3 separate regions of the Drosophila melanogaster genome follow, and all the other regions are linked to region 1. Evidence: chromatin contacts called from public targeted proximity ligation data. All regions are on one chromosome and are shown on one strand. The core of a region is the stretch at or near the end of the contact, and the rest is flanking DNA. Distances in the headings are between cores, read along the strand shown. Region 1 holds the start of Slc45-1 (Solute carrier family 45 member 1). Region 2 holds the start of CG13315. Region 3 holds the start of nwk (nervous wreck).

The links.
Region 2: a targeted proximity ligation map of the Kc167 cell line shows a contact between it and region 1, with 3 times the contacts expected there. A contact is called at or near these places in 11 of 107 Hi-C or Micro-C datasets (the Kc167 cell line, the OSC cell line, the PNm cell line and 4 more) and 3 of 7 datasets of targeted methods (the Kc167 cell line and the S2 cell line).
Region 3: a targeted proximity ligation map of the Kc167 cell line shows a contact between it and region 1, with 5 times the contacts expected there. A contact is called at or near these places in 27 of 107 Hi-C or Micro-C datasets (the Clone 8 cell line, the D17-c3 cell line, the Kc167 cell line and 7 more) and 3 of 7 datasets of targeted methods (the Kc167 cell line and the S2 cell line).

Annotation. Positions count from the first base shown.
Region 1 is chr3L:9,207,295-9,210,909 of dm6, reverse strand. It overlaps Slc45-1 (Solute carrier family 45 member 1), which reads left to right and starts at 2,057. Exons shown (of 4, transcript NM_140035.2): 1 at 2,057-2,937.
Region 2 is chr3L:9,095,093-9,098,707 of dm6, reverse strand. CG13315 reads right to left here and starts at 1,831. Exons shown (of 1, transcript NM_144186.2): 1 at 1,214-1,831. The coding sequence starts at 1,697. The coding sequence ends at 1,488. bol (boule) reads left to right here. Exons shown (of 8, transcript NM_001274685.2): 8 at 1-1,079.
Region 3 is chr3L:9,135,869-9,139,483 of dm6, reverse strand. nwk (nervous wreck) reads right to left here and starts at 1,624. Exons shown (of 9, transcript NM_140033.3): 1 at 1,595-1,624; 2 at 787-902; 3 at 482-711; 4 at 1-391. The coding sequence starts at 807. It overlaps Use1 (Unconventional SNARE in the ER 1), which reads left to right and starts at 2,303. Exons shown (of 3, transcript NM_140032.3): 1 at 2,303-2,732; 2 at 2,827-3,183; 3 at 3,583-3,615. The coding sequence starts at 2,381. Dhpr (Dihydropteridine reductase) reads right to left here. Exons shown (of 2, transcript NM_079266.5): 2 at 3,568-3,615.

The sequences.
Region 1 (3,615 bases), core at 808-3,307:
GTTATAAGATAGTGATAAAAATCACATGAGCCCTTTTTTTCCATTAATAGTGTTAAACACATAAAAGCTTTTTTTAGGTGTTACATTTATTAAATATTTGAACAATGCCACATTTACTAGGAGACTCAGTTAGGTAGACCCATTTTTTTTGTCTGCACCTAATGAGAGTAGGAGTTAGCTAAGTCAATGACCCAAAACCACTGTGACACCACTCAGTGGTTTTGATAAACGCATCACCCGACTAGGCTTAACCACTATTTTTTTTTTTTTACATAATTCGCTTCGCTTTATTTGATGCCACACACAGGCTTCAATTCGAGATCTTGTCTCTGGCAAAAATCGCGGGTTTCCGCTAATAGTTCCTGTCAACGAGTAATCAAGCATATACATATATCCCAAACTAATGCAAACATAACCCTCGAAATCTGAGAATCCGAATCTGAACAATACAGCTGGCACAAAAAGTGAGGCAGCGGTGGGGGAAAAAGTTGTCCGTCATTCTTGGGGGAATATTTTAGCATCTTGATGAGGCCGAAATGAGATGGAAAGTTTGTCATAAACGGTAGTCAAAACACGAACAAATACTATCGTGTTATACGTAAATAACTGCTTTGTATATATAAGGCTGATATTGCCATTTCAAGGCATCCAAATGTATAATTTGACTTGGAATATGTTTATTGTCTGGCAACACGAGATATGGCAAACAAAACTTGTACCATTCCATCGTTAAGTAGATTCTAAACGGTTGTTAAAATAAAATCCGAGGTGAGATACTGGAGCTGTTACTACATCGTAATGATTCTTTCAAGTGCATCATAACAATAATCTCCTTTGGATGTACAATAATGTGGCTTCTGAACAATGTTCCCACCTTGAAGAAAATTATAGCCGAAGTCTGCAGTAAAATGCCATATTTTCAATGCCACACCTATGGGTTCGATAAATGACCATTAAAAGATTTTATTGCCAATTAATTATAGTCACTTGACTAATTCGCCTTTCGAGTGTTTCTGGCTGCTGAGATTTGATAACCGTGCGTCCACACCCCGTGTGTGATAACGTCAAGAGCTAAATAAATAAACCGATAAACAAACACTCGAAATCAAGTGGAATTTCCCAGCCTATGCGGCCAGTGTAATCTAGGATTTCAATCCACCCTTGGAAAATCACTCGAGAATCACTGTGCATATTACTACATCCATGAATGCCTATGCTATGAAACCTGTCGCCTGTGAAACAAGTTTCATGTGTGTTCACTGTCGTTCCCGGTGGCCAGAAATTCAGGTGAGCAAGAGTGTTCCACTTAGATGCTCAGAATCTACAATCACCTGCAGCAGGGCTAGATCAAATGTTGAGCTAGGTTGGCTCAAGAACCAGGAACTGTGCTAATGCTAATTAATAATTAACATAATTACACACAGATTGTGCTATGTCGTCAGACAAAATGCATTGCGAATGAGCTGAGGCGAGGCAAAAAAATAAAAAACACCTAATATCAACATCAATATTTATGGCAAGATTTGTGTGCAGAGAAAAAAATGCAGACCATTTAATATCTAATATTTATAATAACTAGTACATGTTTATTCATTAGGCTACACTCAGCTAAAGTTCTATCTTCATGCAAAAGTATCTTAGAATACTCATATAAATTCACAGAAAATAATAAAAAAAAAAATATTATTATTAAAAGTAACATAGTGGAAAAATTTAAGGATATTTGTTTATTAATATAATAAGTCTTAGAAACAATTGAAAGATATATATATCTTGGTGCATTTTGATAACTTGCCATGGAATAGTACTTATCTTTTCTCTCTGTGTGGCCACTGCTCCTAAGACAAAGAAAGGAAAGGCTCGACCGGACCCGATGCGATAAGACGCCGATCGGAGGGAGAGTGAATATGGCCCGCGATATGGAGGCCCGATCCCATGAAGAGTACTCTGGGATGCGAGAGAGAGAGGCAGAGCTATGGTAGACCGAGCTGCCGTCACATATGCCGTATAAATTGCTGCGTCCAGAGGTCCACCATTCAGTCGCAGAGCGAACCAGAGCAGACCAAGATCATCTCGAGCAGTTGTCCGAAGGCGATTTGGCCATCCAAAAATAGACCAAAGTCATCGAAAGTTGAGGCACCGCAAACAAAAAGTTCTGCAAAAAATAGAACATAAATTTTCCATTTCGTGCGTATCGATTCGAGGGACATAATTCGGAACTGCGCAGTTTGCCGGGAAATTGCGAGGAAAACTCTTCTTTCATGTCTTGCCAAAATCTTCGCAGCGTTCAGGCCAAAGGAGTAAACAGCTGCCGCGCTCGACAAGCGGCAATGTCAGCAGTTTAATAAGAAAGTAAAAATCATACAACCAAACGAATAACAAATCCATCGGGCAACGAGCAGATATAAAGTAGATATATCATTAAAATTGATAATAATAATAATTCGCCAAAGTGCAAGTGAATCGAGAGCGACAGAGAAGAGTGCGGAACAACTTTCCGCAGGAAAACAAAAACAGGAGGACCGAGACTGGGGTGCAAAAATTGATTTCGTTAGCCTTTTGCCAACACCAATTGCATGGGTAAAGTTATGAGAGTGAATTCATTATCGCCGCCCGCCCACAACTGCCACGCCCACGCTCGCTCCAAGCAACAAAAGCAGAAACAATTGAAATTAAAGAAAATCGAAATATATTTTATGTTCAGCAATTTGTGCAAGCGAAAAACTTTAACGGAGTATAATTTATTGACACTAAAACAAAGTCGGGATAGTGAGTGAAGCAAAGCGCTTAAACAGTGACAGTGATCGTTAAAACTTTAATCAACATAAAACATAAGAAGAAAAATTAGTCACATTTCGTAGCAAAAATAAATAGTTAGAGGAACGATTGCGTGAGGAGCGTGGGCTGTCAGCAGATCAAGGATTGCCACACATACAGGTGAGTTTGAGCCATTGCAGTGGATTATTTATTATAGCTAATAGTAATTATATAACTTTATTTGACTTTTATGGTCCTGTGCTTTGTGTTAGAGCTACTAAAAACTAGGTTGAAAACTAGAACTCTACAAGTGATACTTTTTATGCAAGTAAGTCCTTCTTTTATAAATACGAGCCACTTAAAATTCCAGTTTAACTTATAGTACTTGCAATTAATAATCAAATTACCCGAGTGTATCGAATTTCCTAAATACCTTATAATCGAATATAAGACGTCAATAATTAAATAGCCATATCCACAATTTCCACGAAATAAAATAAATTTCGTTAGAATTTTCTCCCATAATTAAGGGAGCCATAATAAAATAATAACACGGTTCATGCCTGTTCACAATAAGAGGATCAATTACGCCTCAATTGTTGGTTAAATAAACTGCCTATGTGCTGAAAGCAACCAATCTACACCTATATGTATATGTATATGCATATTTGTATGTATATCAACAGCACAGCCGGGTTCACACCCCCACAATAAAGTAATATGCATTTTAAGCAGCAGCAGTTTAATAATAATCATGTTAATTACAAAACGGTTTAATCGCCATGGAACCAGCTACGAGAGCAGCAACAATGGAATTCATCCGATTATTTCGCCGAAGACGTGTGAATTTAACATTGT
Region 2 (3,615 bases), core at 582-3,081, 110 kb after region 1:
CCATTTTGAGCTGCAATATTTTTTAATCAAATACCAAACGAAAGATGAAATGGATTTAATAATAGTAAAATACAAAGATAATAATTAATATATATTTTTCTCTTTTGAGATAAACCAAACGGAAACACTGTTTTCACATGAATTGAGTTAGGCAACAAATAAACGAGGTCATAAAATAACATAACATATTTCAAAAAAAGTATCAAAACCAAAGCTAGCTAAGGAAATGCACAAAGTTTTGTGTGTATTTTTCGGTTTTTATTCATGTGTGTAAATCTTCCGTGTGCAAAACAAAAAAAAAATAAATAAATAAAAACGAAGTATGAAAAAAGAAGCAAACCAGAACTACACTACACTACAAAAGCAAAGCCAGACACTAAGCCCAACTGAAATTGTCAAATATAAATTAATATATATGAGGTCTATATGAGTATATATTTAGATAACAATTATATTATATATATATACATATATATTATATACATACTGTGTGCAAATTATTCAGATCCATCAAAATACGATGCGGAAAAGTCTCTATATATATTTAGTAAAATTAAAACGAAAGCGAATGAAAAATGAATACGTAGTACAATGACAAGCGAAATAAAAAGTATAAAGCAAAAACATATATGAAAACACAAAATTTGAGGAAACGGAAAATTAAAAAGAATCTATGAATAGCATATAAAAATAATTATTTATAAAGGCTGTAATTTTAAGTAAAATGATCAACCCGATAAACATGATAAAACTCAAAAATAAAACACAAAAAAAAAAAAAACGAAAACCAAACAAAAAACTTAACATAAACATATTTCACCCACAATGCAAATTAAATTAAACTAAAACAAAATGTAAACAAATCGCGAGAATATACTATAAAACATAAGTAAGAAACGATATCTAAAAACGAAATTATAAAGCTAAACGAACAAATTATATGAAGTAAAATTACATACCAAACCAAAGGAAGTAAAGCATAAATATAAAACCCCAAAATTATATATATACGAGAACTCAATGTATGTAATAAATATAAAACTAATTAATAAAATCTTAAAAATGGAATAAACCGAATGAATCAATTGGGCTTTCATTTGGAATCATACGATGATTGTGACATTTAGATTTAGGTCATTGCTTCTGGAACTGATGACGCATTTAGCAGACCCCCGTCAGACTTCGGTCCAGAAAAAAAAAAACGAATAATATTCTCTTATCTACGCGCTAGAATGCATTTATTAAATCTTTGCCATTTATTTCTTTTTTTCATATATACATATATGTATATATATATAATGCCAAGGTACATGAAAAGTCGTAGCGCCAGCTTCGTTTAGATTCGATTAACTCTAATTTGCACGATAAGAACTATCGTTTTGGAAAATACTCTATGCATAATAAATACAAAGTGCACAAAAAAAATTTACATATGTATGTCTAGTGCGACATTAGGAACATGTCAAGGCCGGAACTAAAACTAATCCCTAATCACGGATATAGCTGCGATCATAGTTCTGCATCCGTACACTCTGAGGCGCCTTCTGGGTGCGATCGAAGTTCTGCAGCTTGTTGGTCTTCAGCATCCGGGGATTGGGTCCGGCTGAGGTGCGCCAGTAGACCGTCTGCACCGCATTCCGTCCGGCAATGTAGCGCGTAGTCGCTCCGATCAAATGGTTCACCTTAGTGGCAGACATCTTGGGGATATTGTTGTGTGTGTGTGTTCGTTTAGTATCACAGTTGGGTTGCTTTCGCTATAGAGTCGTCTCTATATCTGGGTTGTTCCTAATGAATTCGTACGATCATTGGCGCGCTCGTTTCGTTTCTGTGGCCTCACTTGGCTCCGGATCCACTATTTATAGCGATGCCTTATCAGCACTTTTATACTGGCATATGTATGGTCATTATCTTGCAAGTAGTTGGGGCTTATCAGGTGTGTGTTGCTCAAAAGGGTTTCCAATTGATTGGCTTACGACCAGGCCTTTATTTGCTGGCCATGCAACCCGAATGCAAGGCGAAATGCGACGCACTTTTGGCCAAAGTTTGTTATTCAACGTTTCAGATTGCATTGTTTATTTCTAATTGGCTGTTGTTTAGACGTGTATCCGTAAGCAAAATGGAGAAATAGCCTTCATCGTACTTCCCAAGTGCAGCTCGAAGTCCAAAGGCTGATCTCTACAGCTGTATCATTATTGCACAATTAATCAAATACCCCTCAGGCCATGACGTAAATCCTAATAAAATGTATGTACAGTCAAGCATGCGCCACTAAAGCTGACCTAATTAAAAAACTTAAGTCAATTTGCATTGATTCCGGGAGGCATTAGATTAACTGAAGTAACTCACATATTTATACAACTATAGTTTTGTAATTTTTTTTTTTTGTAATATGACTGTTATGTATGCATTTATTGAGGATGCACCGAACCGCAGCCAGAGATATCTATATTTTGCTAGACTATGTTGATAATTCTGCACCTGATGCTTTGTTGTCTAAAATAATCTTAAAATAATAAAATGTGTGCTGTAGGTCATGGGTTTCGCCTGATAGAAGTTCTTCTGTAAGCGATGTTTCTGGCCTTTGTATTCCAATATTGAGGTTACATTTATGCCTATTTATGACACTAGCTAACCAGCTGATTGCCTAGTTGGACCGAGCTTTAAGATATGTGCCACCAGCTTCGTTCTTCTCTAATACATACATACTATCATGAGTACTCTACGTGTGCGGCGGGAGCTCCTCTTATCAGTTTTGTGAGTCGGCGACTGCTTGTGAATTATTATTTTCAAAACAAAACGTCAAGCTGGCACACGGTCTATTACTGCAATCAGGCGTTGTAAAATCCGGCAGAAAGTGTGCGGGTGAGGAATCGTTAAGTCAACAATAACAAAAAAACCACAATAAACCACTATGAACGCACACTTCAAGTTCAAGTGCGATTCAGAACCAGCGGGGGCCATGCAATCTAGCCCTTATCTAGCCCTAGCACGCTGTCTGCTAGTGCTTCAGGAACCAATGCATTCGCTGGCTGGAAAAAAAAAATTAATCATCGCGATCAGGGGGGAATATTTTGCTGCCGAAACTTTTCCACGCAAACCCTGGAGCTTGTTTTCTCTTTACGAGCGAGTCCAGACTTTAAGTGCTTCCTTTAGACTTCTTCTTTTCAGCCTGATTACAGAGCGAGCTTGTTCCCGTTTCTGCTAATCAACAAAGAAACCGAAAATATCAAAGCAAAAAAAAAAAATGTTTATAAATAAAGCAACCCGCCAGACTATTGTACTTCGACTTGTGAGATCGCCGTGGAATCGCGTGAGTATCAAAAGCTATCCACCCGATTTTATGGTCTCGATTTTGGGGGGGGTCCCTAACTCGTTAATTCCAAAACAAAACCCATGAAGATTATACCGTTTGCTAGATGTCAGTTGCCGAGGCCTGATAAGGATCATCTGCTCGTTTTTCGGTTAGTGCTGATAGTGTAAAAAAAAACGAAATGTTAACAACGTAATCAGACAGAGGCAAGTGGCATTGGGTTTCGATGTGTGTGACTGTGTCACCATGGCGTATGAGTAATTTATATGTATCAATTTCAGCAGCACACTTTTTGTTGCCTACTT
Region 3 (3,615 bases), core at 375-2,874, 71 kb after region 1:
GGCGCCAGATGACTTCTCCTCCAGCAGCTCCTTGCGAGATGTGACCCGGGCGCTGTTCTTCTGCAGCGAAGTGATTGATTGAAAGAAGGAGCCCTTCTTCTTCTTAAGCTTCTCCTCGATATCGCGGGCCTTGTCCCGAACATCGTGAGCACAATGCTCTTCGTCAAAGTATGATTTCTTGGTCTTATCCACATCGCCCACGCTCAGATGGAGTTCCTTCTGCACATTGACAATTCCGGCTAGCGAACGCTTAGCTATGGCCAACTTATAGTCCCGCAGAACCTTGGCCTCATCCGCGATTTGCTGTTGAAACACCTCTATGGCGGCCAATCGAGCACGAGCCAGTTTCTCATTCTCCTCGAGCACAGTGCGCCAAACGCTCCACATGTTCCTATGAGATTACGTATAAGTAGGTGGGTAATTCAAATTGACTGAAGGTTCTCGAAAGAACGTTACTAGTTAGCTGGAAAGCAATACCCACCAGCGTTCCTCCATGCCCTCCATCTTAATATCTGGTATATTGGGTATCTTCTTGTTGAGATACTGCGATGAGATCTTCAGCAGCGACTCACTGTATGACTTCTCGACAGCGGAACGCTTGATGGTGAACTGCCGGATGTCCTCCAGGAGGTCGCATTCATGCTGATTCTTCAGCTGCAGCTTGGCCACCTGCTCCGTGTGCAAATTCTTGAGGAATTTCACATAGTTTCCCTGCAGGATTACGAGGTATACGATGAATGATTATTGTGGAACTATCTTTATCAATTCGATTTATTTATGATTTACCTTACGCGGCGGCGGCTGCATCATGGGGCTTTTTCTACGACAATCGGGTCACTCTACAATTGGCTTTTTTTTTCTATTTTAGCTCCGACTTAATGGTGTTACATTACCTCTAGCAACTGTAAATAGTATGATTGCTTTATGAGAGGATATGATATACGGGTATTAAAATACGATACGATATTTAAGATCCCATCTTATTTTTTTAATATAAAAAAATTTATATTTCAGTGGCTTAAAAGGGGAGATTTATTTTTAACGCCATGACTTATATCAAAGAATCTAACATTATCAAATTAAAGATTAGATAAAATGTAGCCCTACTGATATTTATTATATATATATATTTTCCGATTATTTTTGGCTGTGTAAATGGGTGGTGTTGGTGGTACATGTGGGTGGTTGTGTGGTCCTTAAGCCGTTAATAGGTTCGCTACGCAGCAACGGGTCTCAAAACTTATGTAACTGAAATGCAATGATAACTGACATCGAAACGCAAAGGAAATCAAGGGTTTTCTTCAAGCTCAAATCTAGTACTATTTTTAGCTGGAAATTTTCACTCGGGCAGCCCACGCAGCAGCCCCCCTTTTTTTGGGGGTATCGTATCGATTTCTCTGGCCCCGGACTAGCTTATTTTTTTTAAGCATTTACACCAACTACGTTATTCAAAACACTTGGCTAACACTTTTTTTGGACATGGCCGGTTAAGATGGTTGTTTTTCAGCTGGATTAGTACTTTTTGGGATTCTTATCGCTGGGTTTTCACTGAAATTTGTGGTCTTTTTCTGGGCAGCTAAAATCCGTTGCTTACTTATCGATTTCGATTTTCACGACGTTTGTGTGAGAACTTTTCAACATGCACCGTTAACTGCTGGTGCTGCTGCGCAAGAAGAGACCGCCAAAGAGAGCGGTGAGAGAAAGTCGAGAGAGAACGAAGTCGTGTTTCATTCATGGCCTCTAGTACCGTTAACAAAGAGGGTGAGTTTTATTGTTTTTGCCCCGTCAGCTGTTTGATAACACCTCACTTGCGTGTAACGGCACTTAAGGAAAATGAAGAAAAAAAAACTACTATAAAAATTCAACCTTTGAATGGTATGCCATTTGATCTTGACACCTGGCGTACGACAACAGCTAAAACAAAAATGTGCGTTTGCGTGAAACTACTCATATGCTGTGGCTATCAAAAACGGTTTAATTGATAACTTCAGATATTGGCCAAGAGGTTTGATAAGATTTTCGAGTCGCGCCCAGAAGTATGCATGCAATAATATAAATGCATTACGTTATCTTGAGAAAGTAGACATAAGCTTATAAATATGGCATATTGGGAACTTGATGTTTTTTTTCAAAAATTTTTAAAAATTAAATTTTAACAGGATTAGAAGATTATTTGTTTGTTATGTTTTTTTTACTTTATACATTTTTACATTCTTACATTTTACATACACATCCTCAATAATTTTTCATCACTACTCACGACAACCTATCGATAAGTTTCTATCGCTAATAGGACCAGCTGCTGACAACAAATAGGTTTCGACCTGGTATTTTAATTTAGGAATTTGTACTTTGTTGTTTTCATGTTTTCAACTTGAAAATGGCCACGAAGCTAAATGTAAATATTCGCACCCTGCTGGCCAACTGCGAGGAACTGGCCAAAAGCGAACAGAACTTCTGGAGGCTGCAGAAGTTCATTAAGTCCCTGGACACAATGCTTGCCGAGCTGGAGGCGATGGGCGATCCGCAGAGTGTCAAACGTATCCCGGGCTACTTGGAGCGCCTACAGGCCCTTAAAATATCCACCGGATATGCAGACGTTCCCGGTTCCACAACAAAGACTCCTTCACAATCCTCAGCCGTCAGCGAAACTGGGGAAAATGCACTGAAAGAAATAAGGCAGCTGCAAAACAGCAAATATCACAACGAACTGCGAAAGGAACTGCTCCAGGGTAATAAAGAATTAACAAACAGTTTTGTACATATTTTAAAATTTCTTAAATTCAAAAATGTAATAGTTCATAACTTAAAAAACATTTATTTTAGATTCCGATGCCCTGCGAAGACGTCGAGGAGCAGATGAATCCTCCTCCAGTTCTGGAAGCGCAAACGTTCAGGAAACTTCTGGTGAAAACATGAACCAGGCTGCCAAGTATTATACGAATGCCCAGGAGAAGATCACCGAGCACATGCTCTCGCTGACTCGGAACTTAAAGGAACAGACGGAGACCGCCAACAGGATTATCCGAAGAGACACGGAGGTTGTGTCGCGTTCCGCCGGAATGGCGGATCGCAATATCAATTCGCTAGGAAAAGAGGCTGAGAAACTGGAGCAACATTCGAAAAAAGCCTACAAGTGCTGGCTGTGGCTGATGATTGCCTTCGTAATTGCCACTTTTATAGGTGAGTCATTGTATTTTGTGGAAGTTTTGTTCAAGCTGCAAAAAAGAACCCCTCTTGGAAAATCCCAATTCATTTACTTAACAAATATACCTTAAGTTATCCAACTCAACAACACACATTTAAACACGTTTATAAACCAAGTTTCCTGAATATGTTAATCACAATATTATAAATATTCATTATAAGAACGAAAACAGATAAATAGATATTAGATTCCATTGCTATTATTATTGTATTTAAACTGAATACGAAAACACTGCGAGTCACTTCACTTAAGCCAAATAAACAAGTTTGCCGTGACTCAGTTTGAAATTACATTTCTTAATTGGTTCGATTTATTGCAGTTCGATTGTTGCTGCTTAATTATACTAATGAGTTTATTACCCTTTCAATTTACAGGTATGGTTTTATTCATGAAGATTATGAAGAAGA